4 separate regions of the Mus musculus genome follow, and all the other regions are linked to region 3. Evidence: chromatin contacts called from public HiChIP or PLAC-seq and capture Hi-C data. All regions are on one chromosome and are shown on one strand. The core of a region is the stretch at or near the end of the contact, and the rest is flanking DNA. Distances in the headings are between cores, read along the strand shown. Region 1 holds the start of Wiz (widely-interspaced zinc finger motifs). Region 2 has its middle 40 kb from the start of Adamts10. Region 3 holds the start of Cyp4f14 (cytochrome P450, family 4, subfamily f, polypeptide 14). Region 4 holds the start of Adamts10 (a disintegrin-like and metallopeptidase (reprolysin type) with thrombospondin type 1 motif, 10).

Region 1 (2,700 bases), core at 80-2,579, 530 kb after region 3:
CCTGCAGGGGCGGGGCCTGCAGGGGGCGGGGCTGTACAGGTGGGGGGAGGATCGGGGGTCTCGAGGCAGGTGTCTCCCCCCCCACCTCAGCTCGTCCCGCGGGGTCTCCCGCCCCGAGGTGCACGGGCGAAGGGCGCATCCTGGGGACCCTGGCTTCCCCGCAGGGTGCGTCCGCGCAGCGCCGCCCCTACCTCTGCGACCCCTGCGGGAGGTGGGGTAGGGAACGACCATCTGGACTGGAGCCCCCTCCCCAAGCTGCCAAAGTGCTCCGAAGTTGCGGTCCTGCCCGATCCCCGCCAGCAGTGCCTACCCGAGTGGGCACCCGCAGGTGCTTTCTCCAGGCCTGGGCAGGGACCCCTCCAGCCAAGACTGTCAACCCACCCTGTGTAGGGCCCCCCGGGAGCGCCCAGGCCCTCGAGGGCAACGCCTGCTACCAGGCCTGGAGCCCCGGCCCCGCCCCGGTTGCCTGGGCCGGGCCTCACCACCATCTCCCTGGGGAGAGCGCCTCATTCCTGCCCTTCACTTTCTGCTCTACCTTGAAGGTATTTATAGGTGGAGAGGACAATCGCCCTCCTCCCCCCCAGGGTCCTTATTTCTGAAACAGGAGCCCCATCGGTCCTTTTCATCCTCGGGCCAGAACAACCAATATCGGTGGAGGATGCAAGCAATACTATTGGAAGGTGGCAGGGTGGAGGAGCCCAGGCTTGGTATGCATGAGAGATCATGCTAAGAGAAGGGAAAGGGTTAATGGTGGGGTCACTTGAGCGTGTGGAGAGGCTAAGGGGTTAATAACCCTACATTCCTGGGTAGGGAGAAGGATGTGAATGTTGGAAAAGTGTAGGGGTAATTGATACGGGGCAACAGAAGTGAGTAAAGTATAAGGGCAAAGATGGGGGCCCTCGAGACCCTGCACTGGGGAGAGAGCGGGGACCCTGGAAACTGGAGGCATGGCTGTAGGTTATGCAGTCACAGGAAAGCAGCTGGACACGGTGAAGCTGTGAGTGAGCCATGGGAGGAATAGGTGGAGGTGGAAGGAGTGATGAGGGAGGGCTGAGGTGACTGAATGTGCGTGTGTAACTGTGGTGAATGGAGGCTGTGAAGAAGCTGGGGAAAGAGAACGCTTTAGTGTACTGAGACTCGCTCCCAGTAGAGGTGATTGGATTATAATAGGAGTGAATGGAACCTCAACACCACTTAACCCCTCACTTCAACTAAGAGACAAACTGAGGCCATAGGCTTTGAAGGAGAGGACTAGGGTTCTGAGAGAGGGGAGAACAAACAGAATTCTCTTCTTACTCTCTTAAGGTCTTCCTTGTCTTTGTCTCCAGGCCCACAATGTCCTGCTGAACCTGCCAGGTACTGAGTGAAGATTCACGGCTGGCACCCATGGAGGGGTTACTGGCAGGTGGCCTGGCTGCCCCGGATCATCCTCGAGGCCCCGCTCCAAGAGAGGACATCGAGAGTGGGGCTGAGGCTGCTGAGGGGGAAGGTGATATCTTTCCATCTTCTCATTACCTGCCAATCACCAAAGAAGGCCCTCGAGACATTCTGGATGGCAGAAGTGGCATTTCTGGTAAGAGGGCTCTGTGGCCCTAAAGAAGCTTCCCACTTGGTCCCCCAGGCCCAGAGAGAGTCAGGTCACCCCACCCAGCAGGGGCTGAGTTGCAATTGGAATTCTGTTCGATGCACATAGCCTCCTTTAGTGCTCCACGTACCGCTTTTCAGTTTGCCCTTATGAAAACAGATGTCTTGGGAGCCCATGACTGGATGTAAGAAACTGGGATTCATACTTGTAGTGTCCTGGCTTTCCTCTCTAAGCTGGACACCAGCTGTATCCAAATCCCATGTCAGTACCCTGAGCTCTTTGCCCAAAGCCCACTTGTTCCTTCTTGCAGTCTTGATGGAGTGGAGCTCCTGAGCGAGTGCCCTCTAGTGGTAAGGTAAAGTCTGGGGAGATTCGAGTTGCCTCTTTCCATCTTGATTTACCCCATACAAGGCTAGCTCACACTGTCCCCACCTCACAATTTGTTGTTCGTTTATTAAACACTGAGCACCTGCTGTGCCACTTTCTGTTCTGGGTGCTGGGGAAATAATCATAAAGAGACAAAAGTCCCTGTCCTCCAGGGGTTGGCATTCCAGAAGGGAAGGTGGACAAGGAACGACTGAGCAGATGTCATAAGGGCAGGTTATGCAGGCTATGCAGATATTAAACTGAGTGCCAGGACCATGGCTGGGCGCTCCAGGAAAAGCCACCTGACACAGTGGTGTTTGAGGCACAGCACAGAATGAGTGGTGGGACGTGCCCAGCAGGTGGCGGGACAGCATGGGCAAAGGCCCTGCAGAGGGGAGGAGCCTGGTATGTTTAAGGACTTAACAGGAATCTGGTGTGGCTGGTCCCCCAAAACTTGGCCTTCTAATAAATTCCGAGCACCTCTTCTGTGGTTCCTACATGCCAAGTTCTTTGTCTTCTCAATTCACATCATACTTAGAACCTTTGTCGGAAGAGCCTCCGTTATTTAGTATCTCATGTTAGGAATGGGAAATTCAAAACCCTGAGGGGTGAAGTCAGTAGTGTGGCCTTACACCCCTCTTCCTTCTTTGTTTTATTCTGTTCTTTATAGAACTGGGGATTGCACGTAGGCCCTTGCACATACTCTGCAAAAGCTGTTCCATTGAGTTCTGCCCCAGCCCTCCTCTTTA
Region 2 (2,700 bases), core at 117-2,616, 570 kb before region 3:
AAATTTGACGCAAGCTCAAAAGGAAACAAATCAATGGGTTTCATTGTGATATTTACATGCCAATAATCCTGGGATATATATCCCATTGTCCTCAACCCTCAAAGTTCCCCCTTCTACTTTTATGCCATGTATATGTCTAAATCCAGAGTCCATGTGTGAGGGGAGGCATGCTGAATAGGTGTTTCTCTTTCTGAGTCTTGCTTAGTTTTCTCTTTCTGTGCTTCTTTGTGTGGGATGTATAGTGAATGCATGGAGGCTGGGGGATGGCCTTGGGTGTCCTTCTCTGTCACTCTCTGCATTATTCATTCAACAGGGTCTCTTGCTGAATCTGGAGCATGTACAAGGTTAGCCCTAACCATTAACTCTTGTCCTGGTGCTTGCTCACCAAGCACACTTGCCCACTAAGCCATCTCTCTGCTTCTGCCTATTTTGCTTAGCTTGACAATCTCTAGTTGAACTATTTCCTATAAGTGACTCTATTTTTTTCTTTTCTATAAATTAATAAATGCATTTATTGCTGGCTATGGTGATGCAGACCTTTAATCTCATTAGTCCGGAGACAGAGACAGGTTGATCTCTGTGAGTTCAAGGCCAGCCTGTTCTATATAGCCAGTTTTAGGCTAGCCAGAATCAGATATTGTCTCAAAAAAATGAAACACTCCCCCACCAATGAAACAAGACAAAACAAAAATGGAAATATCCTAGCATTAGGAGGCAGGAAGACTTTAGTCTGATTCCCCAGTAAAACGTTTGTACCTATAACCCCTGTGTGGTGAGGTGGAGGCAGGAGGATTGCTTGGGCTTGTTGTTCACCTACAAAGCAGAAAAATGATGTGTTCTGTGATCTGTGATGTGATAGACTCTGTCTCAAGAGAATCAGATGGGAAGCGATAGAGAAGGGCACAGGCATGCACCTGAACAAATATGTATACATACATAATACAATGCACGCACATGTGCATGCGCACGCGTGTGCGCGCACATACACACACACTCTCTCTCTCACACACTTTAAAAGCAAAAGAAAAATAAGCTACAAAACCAAGACTAAGGGAGATAGCTGGGTACTAACCAGAGTGCTTGCCTGGAATGCGAGAGTTCTGGTTTAAATCTCAGCACTGCGATAAATAAGGAACTGAGTATTACTTTGGTGGTAGGCTGAGCACTGCCTGGCTTCAGGATAACTCTTGCACCAATTCTGTGCCCACTTAATAGGTACAGTAATGGAGGCTCTATCCAGAAAAGGCTCGTGTTCAAGTGTGCCACTGACAAGGCAGGGATTGGAACGTTAAATCTTGCCCACCCCCACTTCCTGCCCACCAGCCTGTTCCTGGCACCTACGACTCCAGCTGGGCTTGTGGGTTGGGCATAGGCGGTACCAACTTCCGGCCTCTGGGTTGTAGTGGTGGGGTGAGGGCAGGGAGGGAGGAGAGGAGGAGGTGGGTCGTTCCAGGTCTCACAGTGCTTTGCATTTTCCTCTAGAAATCTAAGTTCCCACCAAGGCCTCTCAGTTTTAGAGATTGGGTTTTGATGAGGGCTTCTGTGAAGCCTGGGGCTCACTCATTGTGAGAGTGTAGGGCCCTGAGCTTCTATCAAGGCTCACTGAACCTTGTGAGAGTGCAATGTCTCGGGGCTCTGAGGCTTTTCCAGGGAATGGGCTGGGCTGTTCACCGCCGTGAGAACAACCTTGTGGCTCCCCTATCTTCAGCCACCCTTCTGAATCAGAAAAGATCCACATAGGTCAGTGAAGGGATGCCTTTTTCAACCCCGTTTCCATGAATCTGACGGGGAGTCATGCTAGACACCAACCCTCCTGGTACCCTTGCTGTGAAGGCAGCTATTGATCTCTTAAAATCGTTAACCTCTGTTGGCTTTAGTGAGTTGTGCTGGGAGAATCTTCCAGACCCTGAAAGCAATGTTCACCTGCATCGAAACCCACCCAACAATCACACAGAGACCTCTCTTCTCTAAATATTTCATGCCTCCGGTATTTATTCTAGTGTCTATGCCGTAGATCTGTGGAGATGGAGGACAGACTCAGGGTGAGGCTGAGGTGACAGCTAAAGTAGACTACTCCCTTGGAGTCCAGAATAGGTACTCGGGTACCATCCATAGAAGGAGATATTTAAGCTGAGATTAAATAAAAACATTTAAATTATTGATTATTTTGTGTATGCATGTATGCATACTTATGTATGTATATGGAAGATTTATTTGAGTATGTACTTGTACACGTGGAGGTCGATATCAAGAGTTTTTCCTCCCTCCTTCCAGTATATTTTCTATATAAAAACTACATTTATTTATTTATTATTGTGGTGTGTGTATGTATGGTGTTATGCAAATGTCATGGCAAGTGTGCAACAATGCTTGTGTGGAGATCAGAGGAGAATTTGTGGGTCTCAGGGTTTCAGGCTTGATAACAAATGCCTTTACCTGCTAAACCATCTTGCCAGCTCTCCATATTGTTTTTGAGGTAAGGTCTCTCAAACTCTGACCTAGAGTTCTGACAAGTTGGCTATACTGGCTGCCCAGAGGGCACCAGGGGTCCTTAAGAGTCCATCTCCCATGCTGAGGCTATGGACACATACTACCAAGCTGGGATCCCCCAGGGCTGAGGCTATGGACACACAGTACCAAGCTGGGGTTTTAAGTAGGTGCTGGGGATAGGAGTTATCTCCCCAGCCTCCTTTCATATTT
Region 3 (2,700 bases), core at 16-2,515:
ACTCCAGCACTCAGGCTTGGAATTATGAGTTTTCAAAGTTTAAGTCATCCTTAGCAACATAGCATTAGACACTGTCTCCAAACTCAAAATACATAAATTAACGATCATAAAGAAGAATAAATATTAACTAAAGTGCTATTTGGAAAAGCGTTATTTTCTATTTAAGAAAAGGAAGGTGGTGGTGCATGTCTTTAATTCAAGAATTCGGGAAGCAGAGGCAGGTAGATCTCTGTGAGATCAAGGCCATCCTGATCTATAGAGCAAGTTCCAGAACAGCCAGGGTTGCTCACAGAAACTGTCTGAAAAAGATCAGAAAGAAAGGAAAGGGAAAGACTAAGAAAGAAGGAAGGAAGGAAGGAAGGAAGGAAGGAAGGAAGGAAGGAAGGAAGGAAGGAAGGAAAGAAACTAGAGAGATGACTAAGCAGTTAGAGTGTTTGCTACTCTTCAAGAGGATCAGTTTCACTCACCCATCCATATCAGGTGGCTCACAACCACCTGTAACTCCAGCTATAGGGGAGCAGATTTCCTATTCTGGCTTTCACTGGCATAGGGGTACATGCACGCACACACACACACACACACACACACACACACACACACACACACACACACACACACAGAGGAACAGCTTCATCTCCCCCTGGATGTCACCTCTTCAGGGTCTCTCTCAACCCTACAGGACTCCCCTACTTGGTGCCCTTTCCAGCTCTAACCATCCCAATCTCACTGCATTCTTGATCTTTAATATTGGACCTGAAAATCCCAACTGGGGATCATTCTTTGTTTCTGCTTCTAAAAGTACTGCTGAGGAGACTGGACTTGAAATCCACCAGGCTGAGCAGCTGGTGGGCAGGCTCCAATCCCATAGCCTTCTAATGCTCTACTGAAAATTGGTGCCTGCCATCCTCACAACCCATTTCGACAAGAGCTCAGGAGATGATTGGGAACCAGGTTGGCCACATCCTGATCACCAACCTTGTAGATTCCAAAGTTCACCCTTTTACTTAGTGTACCACGCCCTTGGAGGAGCAGGGATGCTGGGAATACATAACCCAGAGCCAACCTTGTCTCACCATAGTCCTAAGATTCAGATGTCCGTGTTTTTGCAAGCCTATGACAATTCTCCTTTGCGGCAGGCTGATCCTACCCCCATCTTGGCCACTTTCCCAGGCAAGGAGGAGGCATCCAGGCTAGGCAGGGATTGGCTGGCATAGAATGGCCCACCCTCCAAGCATCAAGAAGCAAGGGATAAAAGAGTCCCAGAGGAGAGGGAAGGTATGGTAGATGCCTGTTCCTGAGAGGAGGTGCCAGGCTGGGGGTGGTTATATTTTAGGGACCTAGCCTGGAACAGGGAGGGTAAAACTCAAGGCCAGGCCAGGGCAGAAGGCCAGCTGACCAAGCAAGAATGCCACAGGGAGCCAGCTGGCCTTGGGGATAGTAGTTTCTGAATAACTGAAGCCTGGTTAGTTTTGCATAATTTAGGGAGGTATTAACTCCAATCAATCTCTCTGCTCCTTCTTGCTTTGCTAGCTCTGGTTATTCCCCTCACCAGCATACCCCTCCTCCCCCTATTCATCTTCTTCTCCACTCCTGTACCTCTTCACCCAACATTTCCTTGGTTCTCAAGTCTCCTTTCTGCTCTATCCTCTGTCCAGTGTCTTGAGATTATTGTCCCTTTCCGGGACCTCAGTTACTCACTGCACATTTATTCACCCAGCAGGATGTCACAGCTGAGCCTGTCCTGGTTGGGACTGGGGCCCGAGGTGGCCTTCCCATGGAAGACCCTGCTACTGCTTGGGGCCTCCTGGATCCTGGCCCGGATTCTGATCCAGATCTATGCTGCCTATAGGAACTATCGTCACCTCCATGGCTTCCCTCAGCCCCCCAAACGGAACTGGCTTATGGGTCACGTGGGCATGGTAAGAATGGCAGGATGGGTGGGAGTGTCAAAGTGGACAGACTTTCGAGGGACCAGGAATGGGACTCGGAGTGATGGAGAAGGTTAGGTGATATTGACCTTTGGTGTGTCTTTCCAAGCCTTTCTCACCCCCTGTACTCTCACCATAGGCTGCTCTGGTATTTCTATCTTTCTCTCACTGAAGGATGCAGAGAGATTCTCATGGTGGGATATACAGAGTGAGAACTCCTGGCATTTCCTCAGTCTGCTGTTGGATTTGAGGTTCCAGAAGGACTGCGACTGTTTCTTTCCCTTTGTGTGAGCCCATCTCTGTCCTGTGGTTTTCTAGTATTGATCTTTGATCTCTCTCCTACACTGCACATAGGTGGGGCCCAGCTGGGCTACAGCAGAGCTGCAAGCTGACTTCCCACTGCCCCCTCCCTGGGCCACTTCCTCCTTCTCATGCTTTCCTTCCCTAAGATAGACAGTGGGTCCTGCCTTGCTACCTGGATAAAAGCTGTCCTTCACCCTCCCATGAACCTTCCTTTACCCCACCCTTTACTCCATACTATGGACTTTGATTTATATCTGCTCTTCCACTTAGGTGGCTTAGCCCTAGGTATTTTGCTTGCAAATGGCTCAATGTGGACTGTATATAAAGGTTCAGGATGCTCTGTCTGAGGCTGGTGGGCAGCTGGTGCTGGTGGATAGGAGCTGCCACTCTAATAGAGACATAGAGGTCACTTCTGTTCCCCTGGAGCCTGACTAGGGTAGAAGGTCCCCAGTGTGTGGCCCTTTGTTCA
Region 4 (2,724 bases), core at 63-2,562, 610 kb before region 3:
GGGAATGTGTGTGGCTCCATCACATCCTGGGGATCCTATAGGGACCAGCACTCCACACCTAGACTTTTGTAGGCTGTGCGGGAAACCCAGCTAAAGAGGTGGAGGCTTCTCAGTGGAGGACAGAGCTTCTTTGGCCAGGCATAGGCAGCCATCAGCCTGAGGCAGCAGGCTTCCTCCAGGCGCTGCACATCTGGCCTGGCTGCTGTGAGCACACAGACAAAAGGACCAGCCAGAGGGGAGGCCTAAGGGGAGGGGCTGCACAGGTCACCACTCCCATTACCACCAACCAGCTGTTAATTAAAGTGTGTCTCCCCCTGGTAGGGAGGCTCCTTGCTTCAGAGTTCTGTGGCATAGATGACCATCTGAGGGGAAGTAGCAGCCCCAGCTCCACTCTCACAGGCAGACACACAAACAAACACAATCACACTCTATAGGGCAACCCACACTTGAATAGCAGGAAGGCCTGGTTCACTAAACCCAAACACACACAACTACATACCTCCACACCTATGTATACAGAAACACATATTTCCACATGGACACCCAGACAGCCCATAAACCCAGACAAACAGGCCTATGTGCACAGTTACACAGTCCAAGACAAGCCACAAGCCTAGCAGCCTATACACGCTCATTTAACACAGAAAGTTAACACACACACATGCACAAGTTTACACATTCATAGCAGGGGGAACTAAGAAATTCTACAAACTCAGACACATATGCATGCAGGCATTTCCACTAATAACACTCCTGAGAAACGCAAATATTCAGAGACAGACACACTTGGCATTTACATGCACGAGAGGCATTTTTCTTACCCTCACTTAGGCAAACACTCAACACACCTCAACAGTCTGCCCACACAGTCGCTCCCAGATGCTGAAAGCCATAAGGTCATACAATCCGCAGAAGCACAACCATTTGGATACGTGGCTGACCTCGACCCCCGCCCCAAACCTGAGCCAACCCAAACAGGCAGTCTGTATCTGCAACACTTAGGGACATTCGGCACCAACACAGCACTCGCACAACGGGATCCGTCCAGCACATCTTGTCCCCGAGACACACAAAGTCACTTATAATCACTGCATTCCGGTGACTGCGCCGCCCAACTGGGTCCCCAGATCGCCAGTACCTGCGTGCCTGGAGCCTTCGGTCCGCTGTAGACGCACAGACTCACCGCCCGGCGCACAGGAAGGGAGGGAGCAAGCGCCCGGTGGCGTGGCCGGGGGAGGGGGCGCGGGAAGGCACTCACTTCCTGAGCAGCCTGCCAGGGTTATTAAAAAAAAAGAAAAACCAAAAAAAAAAACCCAAACCCCGCCCGCCGCTGCTGCTGCTTCCGCCGCCGCCGCCGCCCAGGGCCTCAGGCTGGACCCAAGCCAAGGACCCCGGAGCCCGGATTACCCCGCCTCGCGAAGGGCGCCCGTGTGGGTGGAGATGCTGAGGAGGAATTTGGGATGGGAGTTGGAGAAGGTTGGGGGGGGGGGTACGGGAGAGGGGAGGCTGGGGGCGGAGATAGAAGAAGGCAGGGGGTGTGAAGGGACAGAGGTGGAGAGTGGGGGAGGAGTGGACGCACACAGTAGGGGGATGGGGGGGAGGACGGAAAGGAGGGGTTAGGCGGGAAATTGTGAGGGAGGAAAGTTTGAATAGAAAGAGGTGGAGGAGATGGGGGTCCTGGAGAAAGGGGCAAAATTGAGTTGGGGGCTAGCGAGGGGGTTGAGACAAGGGGAGAGCCCAGTGCCTTGCCTCCGTTAGCCGAGTCAACAACAGCTGTTATTTATTGAGGGCTGGTCCTTGCTCAAGCAAACATTTATTGGGCGCCTCTCCGTGTGCCAGGCATGGTGCCCGAGGCTGAGTGAATAAATCTGAGTTGGGTCCCAGCCTTCACAAAGCTCCGGTCCGGGGGCTTTGATCTGCTTTGGCTCTGCTTTTGAGTTCACTTGCTTTAACTCTCTAGCAGTGAAGAGGACCTAGTCAGTTCCATTTTACAGATGTGAAAACTAAGTCCAGCCAGGGGGGCGTCATGATCATCTTTGGGACACAGTGTTTAAATCTACGAGGAGTTTGTACATGCAGGAGATGACCAGTGCAGTGGAGCAAAGCTGGGATTCCAACCAGCTTCAATCCAGGCCTGATTGTGGGAGTGTTCTACACCATTACCCCTGGTCTCAGAATTCCAAGATTGGCCCCCACAGTGGGCTTTGGCCTTGGCCTTGACCGACTCTGATTCTAGGTTTTCTTATCCTTAGAAATGGGGTAATGACAGCCTTTGTAGGGAGCAGGGGAGGAAGAGGGGTGGTTGTGGGAGGGAGCAGGAGAGTTTCAACCACAAACATTCCCTCTGTTCTGAGTTCAGCTAGGGATACAGGTAGTTCTCTGTCTCTACGTTGAACTTAGTCTTGAACTTGGAAATGGCATGTTAAGGGCTCATGCACTGTACGAAAAATTCCTATGGTGCCCGAACCCTCCTGCCCGGACCCAACTTCTCTGGACACCCTGCCAGACCAGAGGGGCTGTTAACTTTTACATACTGCAATCCCTAGAACCCATACCCACCCCTGGCCTCCACTAACCGAACTGCCCCTTGGGCCCCTTGGCCTGAGGCACCTGCCTTTGCTTTCTCAGGTTGTACTTCTGCTGTGGCTCCAGCCACCTGTCCCCAGTCTAGGGATGGCTTCCACACTCACCGTGAGAAGATTTTCAGGACCATTTGGAGCTGGG

What was found. HiChIP or PLAC-seq counts read pairs in DNA pulled down with a chosen protein or histone mark. Capture Hi-C pulls out chosen DNA fragments and counts their contacts.
Region 1: a contact with region 3 is called in a capture Hi-C map of embryonic stem cells, with 2.3 times the contacts expected there. The contact joins the promoter of Wiz here to the promoter of Cyp4f14 in region 3. A contact is called at or near these places in 4 of 115 datasets of contacts at active chromatin or transcription factors (bone marrow-derived macrophages, embryonic stem cells and pancreatic cancer cells) and 1 of 9 other capture datasets (embryonic stem cells).
Region 2: an H3K27ac HiChIP or PLAC-seq map of T-cell acute lymphoblastic leukemia shows a contact between it and region 3, with 2.8 times the contacts expected there. The contact joins the enhancer-like site here to the promoter of Cyp4f14 in region 3. A contact is called at or near these places in 2 of 39 promoter capture datasets (hematopoietic stem and progenitor cells and hippocampal neurons), 1 of 484 Hi-C or Micro-C datasets (the Ba/F3 cell line), 2 of 115 datasets of contacts at active chromatin or transcription factors (T-cell acute lymphoblastic leukemia and bone marrow-derived macrophages) and 1 of 9 other capture datasets (macrophages).
Region 4: a contact with region 3 is called in an HNF4G HiChIP or PLAC-seq map of pancreatic cancer cells. The contact joins the promoter of Adamts10 here to the promoter of Cyp4f14 in region 3. A contact is called at or near these places in 12 of 39 promoter capture datasets (the 3T3-L1 cell line, the C10 cell line, HPC-7-derived erythroid cells and 8 more), 3 of 115 datasets of contacts at active chromatin or transcription factors (embryonic stem cells and pancreatic cancer cells) and 2 of 9 other capture datasets (embryonic stem cells and pancreatic islet).

What each region holds. Positions count from the first base shown.
Region 1 is chr17:32,386,446-32,389,145 of GRCm38.p6, reverse strand. It overlaps Wiz (widely-interspaced zinc finger motifs), which reads left to right and starts at 1,329. Exons shown (of 11, transcript NM_001372227.1): 1 at 1,329-1,573. The coding sequence starts at 1,387.
Region 2 is chr17:33,482,892-33,485,591 of GRCm38.p6, reverse strand. No RefSeq gene overlaps it. Among named protein-coding and RNA genes, the nearest start is that of Adamts10, 40 kb to the left of the region's middle. Within about 2 kb of position 1,366, at least 44 of the 459 cell types and tissues checked have an H3K27ac peak or open chromatin away from gene starts, as enhancers often do. A contact at or near this core is called in T-cell acute lymphoblastic leukemia, where this site is marked.
Region 3 is chr17:32,915,907-32,918,606 of GRCm38.p6, reverse strand. Cyp4f14 (cytochrome P450, family 4, subfamily f, polypeptide 14) reads left to right here and starts at 1,265. Exons shown (of 13, transcript NM_001204335.1): 1 at 1,265-1,462; 2 at 1,718-1,919. The coding sequence starts at 1,722.
Region 4 is chr17:33,522,673-33,525,396 of GRCm38.p6, reverse strand. It overlaps Adamts10 (a disintegrin-like and metallopeptidase (reprolysin type) with thrombospondin type 1 motif, 10), which reads right to left and starts at 1,312. Exons shown (of 25, transcript NM_172619.4): 1 at 1,139-1,312.